Linked DNA regions of Sus scrofa: regions 2, 3 and 4 are each linked to region 1. The links are chromatin contacts, called in public HiChIP or PLAC-seq maps. All regions are on one chromosome and are shown on one strand. The core of a region is the stretch at or near the end of the contact, and the rest is flanking DNA. Distances in the headings are between cores, read along the strand shown. Region 1 overlaps LPP (lipoma-preferred partner). Region 2 has its middle 190 kb from the start of BCL6. Region 3 overlaps LPP (lipoma-preferred partner). Region 4 has its middle 46 kb from the start of LPP.

What was found. HiChIP or PLAC-seq counts read pairs in DNA pulled down with a chosen protein or histone mark.
Region 2: an H3K27ac HiChIP or PLAC-seq map of skeletal muscle shows a contact between it and region 1. The contact joins two enhancer-like sites. A contact is called at or near these places in 2 of 2 datasets of contacts at active chromatin or transcription factors (alveolar macrophages and skeletal muscle).
Region 3: an H3K27ac HiChIP or PLAC-seq map of skeletal muscle shows a contact between it and region 1. The contact joins two enhancer-like sites. A contact is called at or near these places in 2 of 47 Hi-C or Micro-C datasets (fetal heart ventricle and skeletal muscle) and 2 of 2 datasets of contacts at active chromatin or transcription factors (alveolar macrophages and skeletal muscle).
Region 4: an H3K27ac HiChIP or PLAC-seq map of skeletal muscle shows a contact between it and region 1. The contact joins two enhancer-like sites. A contact is called at or near these places in 2 of 2 datasets of contacts at active chromatin or transcription factors (alveolar macrophages and skeletal muscle).

The regions. Positions count from the first base shown.
Region 1 is chr13:126,003,961-126,007,079 of Sscrofa11.1, forward strand. The region is part of intron 2 of LPP (lipoma-preferred partner); the gene reads left to right. Among named protein-coding and RNA genes, the nearest start is that of LPP, 220 kb to the left of the region's middle. Within about 2 kb of position 1,576, at least 3 of the 83 cell types and tissues checked have an H3K27ac peak or open chromatin away from gene starts, as enhancers often do. A contact at or near this core is called in skeletal muscle, where this site is marked.
Region 2 is chr13:125,578,793-125,581,911 of Sscrofa11.1, forward strand. No RefSeq gene overlaps it. Among named protein-coding and RNA genes, the nearest start is that of BCL6, 190 kb to the left of the region's middle. Within about 2 kb of position 1,674, at least 3 of the 83 cell types and tissues checked have an H3K27ac peak or open chromatin away from gene starts, as enhancers often do. A contact at or near this core is called in skeletal muscle, where this site is marked.
Region 3 is chr13:126,377,630-126,380,748 of Sscrofa11.1, forward strand. The region is part of intron 8 of LPP (lipoma-preferred partner); the gene reads left to right. Among named protein-coding and RNA genes, the nearest start is that of MIR28, 97 kb to the left of the region's middle. Within about 2 kb of position 1,407, at least 9 of the 83 cell types and tissues checked have an H3K27ac peak or open chromatin away from gene starts, as enhancers often do. A contact at or near this core is called in skeletal muscle, where this site is marked.
Region 4 is chr13:125,734,655-125,737,773 of Sscrofa11.1, forward strand. No RefSeq gene overlaps it. Among named protein-coding and RNA genes, the nearest start is that of LPP, 46 kb to the right of the region's middle. Within about 2 kb of position 1,712, at least 5 of the 83 cell types and tissues checked have an H3K27ac peak or open chromatin away from gene starts, as enhancers often do. A contact at or near this core is called in skeletal muscle, where this site is marked.

The DNA.
Region 1 (3,119 bases), core at 326-2,825:
TGGAGGGGCAACATATAAACCAGGATTTTAAGCCCCTATGAATCAGAGATTCAGAATCTCATCTTTGTAAATCCAGATTTCCACCTTTAGAAATAGATTTACTGAGCTCAATGGGCTCACGCTGTTATTACCCCTTTTCTTGGTCTTGTACAGAAAAAATCTGTTAGAATCAGAGCCATAGAAGAAACTTACTTAGGAGAACTTTTTTTTTTTTTTTTTTTTTTTTTTTAAATAAACACAGCACATTCCACAGACCAGCTATACCAGTCTGTAACATAGCATGTTGTTGAAAGCAGGGTTTTGGAGATCATCTTGTTAATGCTTATTATTTTAGAGCTGGAGGATTTGAGGTCCAGAGAGGGTATATATTTTCTTGGTCACTTAGCCAAATAGAACCACTGTCATTAAATGTGACCCAGAGTGGGAGGTCGGGGGTCTCCTGACTTCCATGCTCACTTCCAGCGGTGTGGGTACTGACTCTTTTGGAAGAGAAATTCTTAATGTCTATGTCCTTTTCTCTGCCGTTTACCTACTCTTCCTAGTATCATCCAACAATCGACAGAGTTTCTTGATTCTTTAATGAAACTTTTCCACTGCAAACACTTTCTGGAAGCAGAATAACTGGGTTTGAATCCAATTTCCAGTATGTACTAGCTGCTATATTACCTTGCATAAGCCACTTGAACTTGTCTAAATCTTGGTTGTTGTATATTCAAGTTAAAAAGAACAAATTGTTCCCTAAGATTTCGCCACCTGAGACTCCATATAACTTCTTGGACATCAAATGGCCTGTCCTGGCTGTTGTCACCCGTTTGTAGCAAATAAAAACCAGTGAGTTAGTAATTGGTTTGTTTCCATTCTCTCCTTTACCTTCTCTTGCAGCCTGGTCTTCCAGTGCTATTGTTTTCCTGTCAGGGCTGATTGTTTCATTTGCAAATGACATTCTGAATCTGAAGTGACAGTGCAATGTGGAGTATGTCTCTATTCAGCCTCACTTCTTTATGGGAGACAATTACTTACTTGAATAGATTGATGCTTCTCTTTTTCTTCTTGGTTTACTGGGATCTGCAGATGTAGTTGGGTTTTTCTTGCCACCACCTGTGTTGCCAGCATGGGGATGGCACCTTTAGCATTGATTTGCATTCACGCTTACTCTGTGCAAGGCAGGTTGGCCTTAATGTGTTGATTCCTAGCCTACCTCCCTTCACTCTACAATTCCTGGTCAATGGGACTCATAGGAGTGAAGACAGTTTTTGTAAGAACTTCATCTTACTCAGCTGGCGGACTTTTAGGAGGAATCACGGGACATGAGAGTTGGGAGGAATGGTAGCCAGCATCTAATCTTCAGTTTACAGATAGGGAGATGCGCTGGGAGATATGCTGAGGTTCAAGACACAAGAGTTCAAAAGACGAAAGTGGTAGAGCCGGTGAGTGGCTGAGCTGAAAATTATGCCCAAGTCCTTTGCATTTCAGTCTAGTGTTTTTTTTTTTTCCAGTATTTCCAACTGTCTCTCAGATAGTCTATATAAAGGTTTGGCATTTCTGTGGAGTTGTTCTCTCATCACCCCTTCCGAGTAATGCCAGCTGTCCATGCAGAGAGTGGGGCACTTAGCCAGTGCAGGGCCAAAGCTGCCTGTAAAGAGAAGTGGAGTGAATGCATTGACATTTTCAGTCCATGGCAGATCCTGTTTGCCCTTCCGGCTCTCATCTGACCTGATGCTTCAGAGGAAGAGTGATTACATTTGCTGTTCAACTAACAATTGTGTGCAATTTTCAGCCTGCCTTATTCTTGAACGTTGTCTTCCCACGCTTCCATCACATGCCACAGCATATTTGCTTCGTAATTACACTGGTAGGGACTTACCTACACCACTTGGAAAAGGTTTGCCTAAAGTACTTATTTACTTGTGCATAATAAATCTTGATTGATACCTTGGTAATCTCTGAGATCAATCTAAGGTTCCCTCCCACAAGAGGGAGGATTGAAGAGTCAGGGCAATGAGTGACAAAAAAAGAAGGGGGAAAAAAAGAGGACTGTACTTCCTCACTGGTGATCTAAGAGGAGAATTATAGATGATTTGGCTGACTTTTACTTGTTTCTAGCTATATATATATAATCAGGAGCTTCCATAGACTCATGAGTTTTGAGTAGAGTTGTTGTTAGCGTTTATCTAGTAACCTAATGACATCTTTTTCAGAGGAGGACACTGTGATCCCAGAGAGAGCAAAGGTTGTACTGTGAGCTCATGGTATAGCTAAGACTGGGAGCTAGGTCTGAATTTAGAAGATCAGGTATCTTTGAGCTGAGTTCCAAGTTGGAGAAAAGGATAATTAGCTGTAACCTATAAGGGGAAGCTCAGTGTAGCATTTTAATACCCCCTTAAGGAAGCAGTTTTGAAATTTTAGGAAGGCACTGATTTTTATATAAAGAGAGAAGATAGTGAAACATCTCTAAAATATAGGAGAATGTTATTTAAATCTCAGTTGTTTAAGTGGACAATCCTAAAGTTTAGTTGGCTATCAACTACATCTGATGTTTAAGTCGCAAAGTATCTCAGCTTCTCAAATCTTCCATCAATAAAATGGTGATGTTAATACCTGCCATGTCCCTCAGTATCATTCATTTATTCAGCAAACATTGACCAAGAGCCAGGTCTTGGGTTAATTGCCAAGGGAGATTTAGGGACTAATGCAACATGATTTAAAGATTAATATAAACACTCTGAGTCAATCATTAGCAACACTTGAATCAGAATACATACATAAAGATTCCCAGGTGAATCTAGTGTGCAGACAGTTTGAAAACCACTTCCTTAAGCTTATAGTACTTGGTGTTAGATAATACCATGCAATGGGTGGTTGGTTGTTTTTAAATTTTGGTAATCTAAGTAAATATTTAAAGAAGAGTACACTGTGGATTTTAGAAAAGAAGCAAAACTTGAGCAAACACTAGTTCATTCTATTTTTGTGGATGACAGTGACTTGTCATTTACATGCCATCTTTAGCAAGGCTTGGTAACTTTTTTTAGTATTAAATGTCACTTTACCTGTAGTCTTATGTATTCCCTCTGGTGAGGAAGGGTCTTGGTTGTCATATGGCCTTTTGCAGTTGTTTGTGT
Region 2 (3,119 bases), core at 424-2,923, 430 kb before region 1:
TGAGAGTAGGAAAAGGAACATGTGCAAACAACTCAAGGGCCATATGTTTGGGGAAGACCAGCAGGGGTGGGTGGTCTGGACTGAGGGGAAAACGCAGGATAAGAAGAGGCCAAAGTTCAAGCCAGAAATCTGGGGCCGGTGTATGAAAGACTCTGAGGCTGTGCTAATGTGCTAGTTTCTTCCCCCAGTCAGCCCAGTTGGAGGTGGTGCCTTGGATAATTTTGCAGAGCCTCGGCTTCCCCTGCTGTGAGACGGAAGCCATGGATGTTGCCCGTGAGGGACCCGAGGGAAGGTGGGGCAGGGGGAGCGGTGGCAGAACGTGCTGCGCAGCTCCAGGGGAGTATGTGAAGGGGATGCGAATCACAGATATTTATAATTGCAGCAAACTGAGACTGCGGGCCACCAAGCACTTCCTCTGGAAATCCTGAAAATCTGCCGCCATGGGGCTGTGCCCAGATCCCAGCTGGAGGTAGACTTCTCTCTTCTCAGCTCCTGCCAGGCTGGTCTTCTTACAACAAACTCTAGATCCTTCCTTAATTCTACCTAGGAGGATAGGAGACAGCTCCCCACCCTCCTGCCCTCCCTTTTAAAGAACCCCCACACCAAGCCCTAAACTCCCAGGTCACGGCAAGCTCCCTTTTAGTCCTCAGTGCCTCATCAGGCAGTCCTGTCAAGACCAGACCCCAGAGCTGAGAAGCAGCTTGGGAAATATAATCCAATTTCCACTAGTCACCTAACATGGCCCCTCATTTATGGATCCAGCCGACGCCAGGCTTGTGCTGGGCATCTGGGGAGCTAATGGAAAGGCTGGGCAGGGGCTGACCTCAGAAGGAGAGAGGGAAAAAGACCAGCCGCAGAATTTCCTCTTCTACCAAAGAATGGGAAAGATCACATTGATTCCCACCTTTTCTTCTTTCTTTAAATACAAATGGAGCTTCTTTTTCAAATGTTATCTTTTAAGGGACCCCATCTATACAACTGGAAAGCACCTATCCCTCAGGTACTTCACAGGGATCCTATAACCGTGCTTCTCAAACTTTAATGCACGTGTGAATCCACAGTGGATCTGGTTAAAAGGCAGATTCAGATCTAGAGGTCTGTGGTGGGATCAGACGTCTGTATTTCTATCAAGCTCCTGGTTGCTGTCAATGCTGGTGGTCCATGGACCACATTTTAAATAGCAACCATTTAGAGCTCTAAGGATTATTGTTTGAAAACCATTCCTCTTTAGGATTGAGAGCTAGTGGGTCTCCCCACTCCCCATCCCTGAATAAATCAAACCAAGTCTCCTGGATTAGTGTCTCCTTCTCTGCTTGAAGTCAGCTTCAGCAGTTAACTCCACACCAAAGTCCTCGGATCACCTCCTTACCTCCTTCTGGCTGGAGGTATCTGTCACCTCCACAAGGCAGGCTGGGAAAATTCCTGAGAGGCTTGGCCACGAGGAAGAGCTTTAAGGTGTGGCCTTCACTCTAACAGGAAAAGTACAAAAAGTTCAGGTTAATCTTCTTCACAGACAGACAGACTAACAGACAGAGAGAAAGATCAAGCCACCGTTCCCACTGGCTTTGAAAAGGATAGCACCTTGTCCCTGTCCTCCCCTCACCCCAGCTGATGAATGATGGGAGTCATTCCCCCTCACACTCTGCCTTCCAGGCCCATCCCCTTCAGGACTGAGATGCTCCCACTGAGGTCAAAGGTATTTTTAGCTCTGTTCGTGTGGGCCCATGCTTGGCCAGTACCCCCTGGACATTCATCTTGGATTCCACAAATGCCAGGTCTCCTAATCCAGGAGGCACAGAGGCAACAGGGGAATCTGAATGCACTGGAAAATGCAAGACATGGCCTTTTGAGGATTTTGTCCACATGCCATGTCTGATAAAGCAACAGTAACACCTAATGCTCAGAAAATGCTTCAGCATTCAGAGTACTTCCACTGGCCTGGCCTCATTTCATCTGCCCAAGAGGCTCATGAGAAAGACAAGACAAAAGAGCTATTCTTACTCTACTTAATGGAAGAGCCAAGTGACTAGCAGGGCAGAGCTAGTAAGTGGCAAACTTGGGTTTTCTGCTTCCAAGTCCAAGCCCAGTACTCTTTCCCATATTCCTGGGAAACCCAGTCTTTTGCTTTTTCTTTAGCTTTGTTTTGGTTTTTGGTTAAACCCTGCAAGAAGTTTAACCTTCTCCAACAGAACTTCATGTTAAAAGCCGGGATCATCCATGCTTTTAAGAAATGGAAGACTAGATATAAGGAAGAAAGAGGCAGTAGATATCAATGGTCCAAGAGGAAGGAGAGGATACACTCAAAATAAGGTGACCAAAGAGAGATTAATTTAAGTATAATTCATAAAGGTTGAGCCAAGGTCAAGGAAAACCAAGAGACAGGGAGGCACCCTGAGGCTAACAATAACCTGGAGCTGTTACTGGTCCTTGGGATGAAAGGGCAAAAGGAGAGATTACCAGAATGTAGCAGAAAAGTAGGCAGTGCTGGGGAGCTGGCAGGGGGCTGCCCAGCTGGAACTGTGGCTTCTGACACTTTGGATGCACCCAACCATTGCCAAGCTACAGCAGGCAGGTAGGGGGCTAGGAAGGAGCCATCCTCACATCTCCTTCTCCCACCCTCCCACCACCTAATCGGTGCCAGGCTGAATCCAACCAGAAGGCAGAGGGCAGGGGAACCTACTGGTCTTCACAAAGGTCAACCTCTTGGAGGTGGGAAACAAGAAGGAAGGAGTGTGAATGTTGCAGGTGAGACAGAAAATGCCCGGCCCAGATTTGCTGGCACCTGCCAGGGGCAGGAAGTTGGTTGAGGGAGGCACAGTCCAGAGTCTGAGGGGGTAGGATTTGAGGGGGGAGTCATAGCCCCCTCTCAGAGTAAAAGACACCCCAGAGCCTAGCTGCAGCTCTCCAAGAACGAATCTGGCCCTGGTCTCAGGGGAGCACAAGAAAAACCAGATCAAGAGCTCCCGAGAGACATCACTAACCCCACAGAAGGGTTGGCCATCCTGGAGCCTGGGTTTAAATCCCAGTTCCTTCATTTTTCTCTGGGTGACTCCAGACCATTCATTTAATCTCTCTGAGTCTCTGCGTCCCTGTCTGTGAAATGAGTATAATAATAACAA
Region 3 (3,119 bases), core at 157-2,656, 370 kb after region 1:
AATTTTTCACCTCCATCCAGGTGTAACTTACTTCTTTGTACCTTTAGCAGTTAGCACTGTCTTGGTCTATAGATGATGTCCATTAGTTGTTTTGAATTAAGGAACAATAATAATAATAACATTTAATGTTTTCCAGTTTATAAAACATTTCCAATGTAAATGTGAGCTTTGTTGTACAGGGTTTTTTGTTGTTGTTGTTTGTATTTTGTTGTTATTGTCTAATAGGAAATCAAGGCTCAGAAAGCATAAGGGGCTTGCCCAAAAACACAGCTGGTTAGAGGAATTTTTTTTTTTTTTTTTGGTCTTTCTGTCTTTTTAGGGCCGCACCTGCGGCATATGCAGGTTCCCAGGCTAGGGGTCCAATCGGAACTGTAGCCACTGGCCTATGCCAGAGCCACAGCAACACAGGATCTGAGCCGTGTCTGCGACCTACACCACAGCTCACAGCAATGCCGGATCCTTAACACACTGAGCGGAGGCCAGGAATTGAACCCTCAACCTCATGGATGCTAGTCAGGTTCACTAACTACTGAGCAATAACAGGAACCCCGGTTAGAGGATTTGAATGTAAGACTTTGTGGCTCTAAACTTTGTCATTTAAACTGGAGCATCTGTTAGTTGCTTATCACATCCTTGATTTCTGCCGGGGTAGAAGGTATTTTTAAATTTTGTAGGGAAGGGAGAGCTTTGATTTCTATACCCTTGTCAGAGGTATTTTTCAAATTCAAGGACTTTTGGTAAATTTGAAAGCAATTCTTTGCATTTCTAGGAGCTGGATTAGAGCAGTATTTCTTTGGAGCATTGCAATTTATTTCTCCAAAATGAATCTGCAGTAGGTGTGGAAATGGGTATCTGTGAGGACCAGAACTTAGGCAGCAAATGAAACCTCTTGACGGGTTCCCAGCAACAGGCTTATTTTGTATCCAAGTCTAGAAGCACAAGCGGGAGAAAGGAGGCTTTGGTGAAGTCAATGATGTCCCCACATCATCTGTAAGGTCAGAGAAAGAGCTCAAGCTCCGAGTTCCTAGTCTCCAGACAGATTCTCCAGCCACTTGGACAGAGTCCTATAGAGGTCTAGGCTTTTGGTAAAAGTCCACCGCTTCTACCTGTTTCTCCCTTCTAGTGATTAAACCTTGTCCTCACTGCCTCCCTGAGCTCACCACCATTGCTCCACATCCATCCCACCTCAGTGTTGCTTGGGTGCCTTCCGTCACATCATTCTGTTTCTGGATCCATATCTTTATCAAAGGGGACCCATTTGTTTCTTTCAGAAATGCTCCTAAAAATTTTCCCGTATTTGACTAAGTGTCCCAGTCATAAAGCCCTTTCCAGTAATCCCAGTACTGGGCAACCAGTTCCAGTAATGGAGGAGACACTTCCAGCTGTTAAGCAATGGTCATCCTTCCAAAGGAGATTGAGCAATCCCTTTTTTTCAAGTTATATTTAAAGCATGACTCCAGAAAGGCTGGAAGGCTCTCTGGATTCTGACAGTGCTGTAGAGCTTTTAGGGGAAAGGGCTGTGAAACTGGTCCTGGATAGAACTCTCAGAGAGAGGTAAACAAGGTTTTCACTTTCTTCATTATGTAAAATCACTTTAACAGTACTTATCAAGGTTTTGTGAAAATTAAATAGAAATTTTTGAGACAGTGGCTGCTGCCATTCATGAAACATAGTCAGCCCTCAGCAATATGTATTTCATTAAAAGGAAGGTAGGCACTTGAGAGCTATCCAAAGAGACTGACTCACTGTGTTAAACAGGAGCATCTGGCCACTGGAAGGAAAGGAGCAGCAGAAGGACTCCTGTCAAGGAAAGGGGAGTGGAGATTGTGACCTATACCAGTCTTTTCAGCATGAAAGTGGAACCCAGGAAAAGGACCTAGTTATCCATAAACCCAGGGCATGCTTACACCAACAGCCCACATGGTGTATCCTGTCTTCCATGTGCCCTGGATGGAAATAATATGGTAATACCAGCCAATGCCTTTTGCATTTAAAGGGTGCTTAGCTTTTCCATGCAATTGCAAATTCACATCAGGAAATATCAAGATGAAAAATCCAAACTCACTTTCTCGTGACATTCAGGACCATTCTTGTCACTTGGCTCAGTTTCCATGTACCTGAATTGAAGGCTGCAAGGCAGTATACAGACATTGAATCAAAGAGAAATCAATTTGAACCCAGACTCCATTACTCTATACATTTATTCAGTTCTCTAAAGCAAGTGTATAAAACGAGGTTGATAGTACTTACTGTGTTGGACTCTTGGGAAGATTAAATGAGTTCAGGTAGGTGTCAAGCACAGTGTCTGCCTCCTAATAGATGTTTAATAAATGCTAGCTGTACTATTACTGAGATTCACTCTGAAGACATTTATCATCCCTTACCTCCTCTGGAAAATAGATTATATAAATATATCATAAGAATTTACATCATAACGTCTTTCTTCAGTCTTTTGCTTTTCTCTTCTGTCACTGTCTCCTGGCAAGGCTGTAATCTCAATGAGCCCACCCACTTGTGTTTTGCTCACCCACCAAAGCAGTTGAACATTGCAGGAGAAAAGCACAGAGCCAGGAATATTGATATCGTGATAAATTGTGACCAACTTTGACCCCAATCACAGCCTACATTCTTACACACTGCTCTCAGCTGTTACCTACAGCCTCCACTCTACCCCAGTTTCTGACTGCCCTCCACCCCCACTCCCTCCTCCAGGGACGACTGCCTCATTCTCCACAGTGAGAATGAAAGGCACAGGGTGACACTCCCTCAGCTTGTGCCGTCAAATTTACTCCTGTCCTCTCCATTCCTTCTGTTAGAGTAGCAGAAGAGCCCGTCAGCTTATCAAATGCCAATTAGTGTAAACGTACTCTGGGTCTAAAGGTGTTCTGATCCTGTTTCCCCTGTCTTCTCAGGACCCTCACTCCATAGGTCATCCATTCTTCATCCTGAATCTTCTAGCTATTCTGGATTGGATGCTTCTCATCAATGCCCATTTGTGTTCCAGCGTGGCATTTATTTCCCCTCCATTGACTCTATGCATTATCTAGCAGTTGCATTATCTCTTCTTCAAAGCCAGACTCTAGAAAGTTTTTCATTATATACAGTGCCTCCTTTTCCTT
Region 4 (3,119 bases), core at 462-2,961, 270 kb before region 1:
ATTAAAATAATATATGGTTCTTTCATGAGAGTAACCAGTTAGATCTAGAGAAAAAAAAAAAAAAAGAAGAAGAAGATAGGCTAAATAGGGTAGTAGGATAATAAGGACAGGGGTCTGGGGAGATGGGGGGTAGAGAGGGTAGTGGGGAGAATTTGGGCATTGATGGAATTCTGAGACCATAGCCTACTTTTTCACCTCACATTCCCCAAGAGGAAACTGAGGCCAGGTGGTTAAGGTTTAAACTTTGTGACTTTTTGACCCAGGAAGTTTTGAGAATCATAATAAGGAAATGATTATAGCATGCTGTGAGCTCTTCAGAGACAAGCAGTATTTAAATACAAGGTATTATTACCTCCATAGAGCTCTTTTGATTACCACTGTGCTTGAAAATGTGGGCAAACCACTTTTATTTTTCAAAACTCAGGTGTGTTTTTTCTTTTTTTAAAAAAAAAAAAAAGTTCACATGTACAGTACCTACCCTATCCCCATTATAAGTTAATTCTCGCTGCCTTGTCGCAGGATAATTTAAATGTTCAAAGGTATATTATATTAATTTTATCAGCTAAATTGGCTGTCCCACATTTAAGACATCTATTCCTTCCAGCTCACTCTTCTCCCACTATTTGAAGGACTGTTACATTAACAGTGAAACAATATTATACTGGGATTTTAAATGTCAGGACCTAATATCATTCAACAGATGTACTAGAGAGGAACATAGCACTCATAGACTCTGAATAAATCAGATTAGCCCTGAAATATTTGGCTCCTTGATACAGGGCCTGCAGTTAAACCTTAGAAGTCAACCCCACAAAATTCAGACTGTTCTTCTTTCAGAACTGAGGGACCTGAATGTTTAGTTTCTACAGTGCTCTCGGACTTTAGGTCAGAGTGTGGGGGTTCCCGTTGTGGTTCAGTGGGATAAGAACCCGTGAGGATATGGGTTCAATCCCTGACCTCAACAAGTGGGTTAAGGATCCAGCATTGCCATGAGCTGCTGTGTAGTTCTCGGATGTCACTCTGATCCAACAACGTTGCTGTGGATGTGGCATGAGCTGGCAGCTGAAGCTTCAACTTGACCCTAGCCTGGGAACTTCCATATGCCACAGGTGGAGCCCTTAAAAAAAAAAAAAAAAAAAAAATCAGCAGTGTAGTTCAAGCCCTGATTTTATTGTGCATGAGCAAATTGACTTTGGTAAATCATTTCACTTCTCTGGTCCTGCTTTCTCTCTGTAAACTGGGGTCGTCTCCCCACCTTGCCTACTTCACAAGGCTGCTCTAAGGATCAAAATGATGTGATGTGGAAAGCCCCATCGGGTCCTGCTGCTTACTAGCTGTGTGACCTTAAATAAGTTGCTTTTCTACTCTGAACCTCAGGTTTCTCATCAGAGGAAAGAGGTTCTTGATGGTACTTTTCTCAGAGGGTTGTTTTGAGGAGTTTAAAGCCTCACCCATGTGAAGGCTCGGTCCATGTGGGCACTTATTAAAAAGCTGTAACACTCCATGTGCCTAAAGGGTTACTGTTGTTTCTCCCTAGTTCTGCTTTCAGTGCACGGCAGACCTAAAGATAACCCTATATCTATTGTCTCGGAACCGCCTGGGTGCTCTTACTCAAAGGAAAGGAAAAAGGAAATACACTGTGGCCCAGAATGGGATTCCAGAGAAATCCAAAATGAGCTGTGGTCTAAAAGCGACTTCTCTCCAAGCCTATTTTTAACCAGCTGTGAACTTCTCTAATACGCAAAGAGTGATGCTGGGCTCCCTGAATAACTCCACTGAGGAGCTGCAGCCCACTTCTGCTACTATGTGAATTTATGGAGTTCTGGTCTCACACTTCATTAATGAAATACACGGTGGTGCTGAGACAGGGGGCCAGACACCTATAACTCTTGTCCCAACCTCCCCGTTATAAATCTCCGTGCCTCATTCACTGAAGTGGAACAACTGAAGGGCTGTTAGCACCTGCTCCTTTGTAGTGTGGGCTCTCTCCTTTTCAGGCTGTTTGCAACAGACAGCTTTATTAAGAGATCACCATTCAAAAGTCTAGGCCCAGGAGTTCCCATCGTGGCGCAGTGGTTAATGAATCACACTAGGAACTGTGAGGTTGCAGGTTCGATCCCTGGCCTTGCTCAGCGTGTTAAGGATCCGGCATTGCCGTGAGCTGTGGTATAGTTTGCAGACGCGGCTCAGATTCCTCGTTGCTGTGGCTGTGGCATAGGCCGGCAGCTTCTGGTCTGATTAGACCCCTAGCCTGGGAACCTCCATATGCCTTGGGAAGCAGCCCTAGAAAAGGCAAAAAGACAAAAAAAAAAAAAAAGTCTAGGCCCAAAGTACAGGCCCAACTTTGTTAAGAATGCTATCAGTTGCAAGTAGCAGAAAACCCAACTACACCAACTTAAACAAATGGAAATTTCTTTTTCTCACACAAAATATACACAAGAAGATGACTGCTGGTGCTAGCTGAGAGGGACCATAAAATCATCACAATTCTATTAAGTTGAAATTCCCTGCGCTTTTCCTCATGGTTACATTCTGGCGGCAGCAGCTACAATCATCATATACATATTTCAGTGAACATAAAGGTGGAGAGAAAAACTGCGGTATCAATATCAGGGAGTCAAAATATTTCTGGACCCCTGCAGCAATTTTACTCTTTTTACCTTTTTACTCTTTTCACCTCAATGGCTCAAGAACTTGTCAAATGGCCACTCTTTCTTCGAAGGGGATTAGGAATAAAAGAGTGATTGCCTAAGAGTGTCTGGCAGTACACACCCAGTAAAGGGCTGCTATTTGAAGGAACAAAAGTAAATCATTGAATGATGACTAAAGAAACAGATGAGTGAGCATTGGACACAGAGGCCTATCCTGAGATTGATTCAGCTCACTTATCATTTTTTCTAATCCCCTATCCAGGTGTCACCCATTCGCATCCCTTTGATAGCTCTCCAAAGTCCCATAATACCATATTTCCTCCTATACTTAACTTACTACTCAATTATCTATTTTTTTGACTAGTATTTAAGCCCTTTAGTGGCAAAGTGTGCATCTTATTCACCACTGGCACAATTCCTAGAACATGCTAGTTAATGTGTAAATAATTGTTGTTGTATTGAGTATGC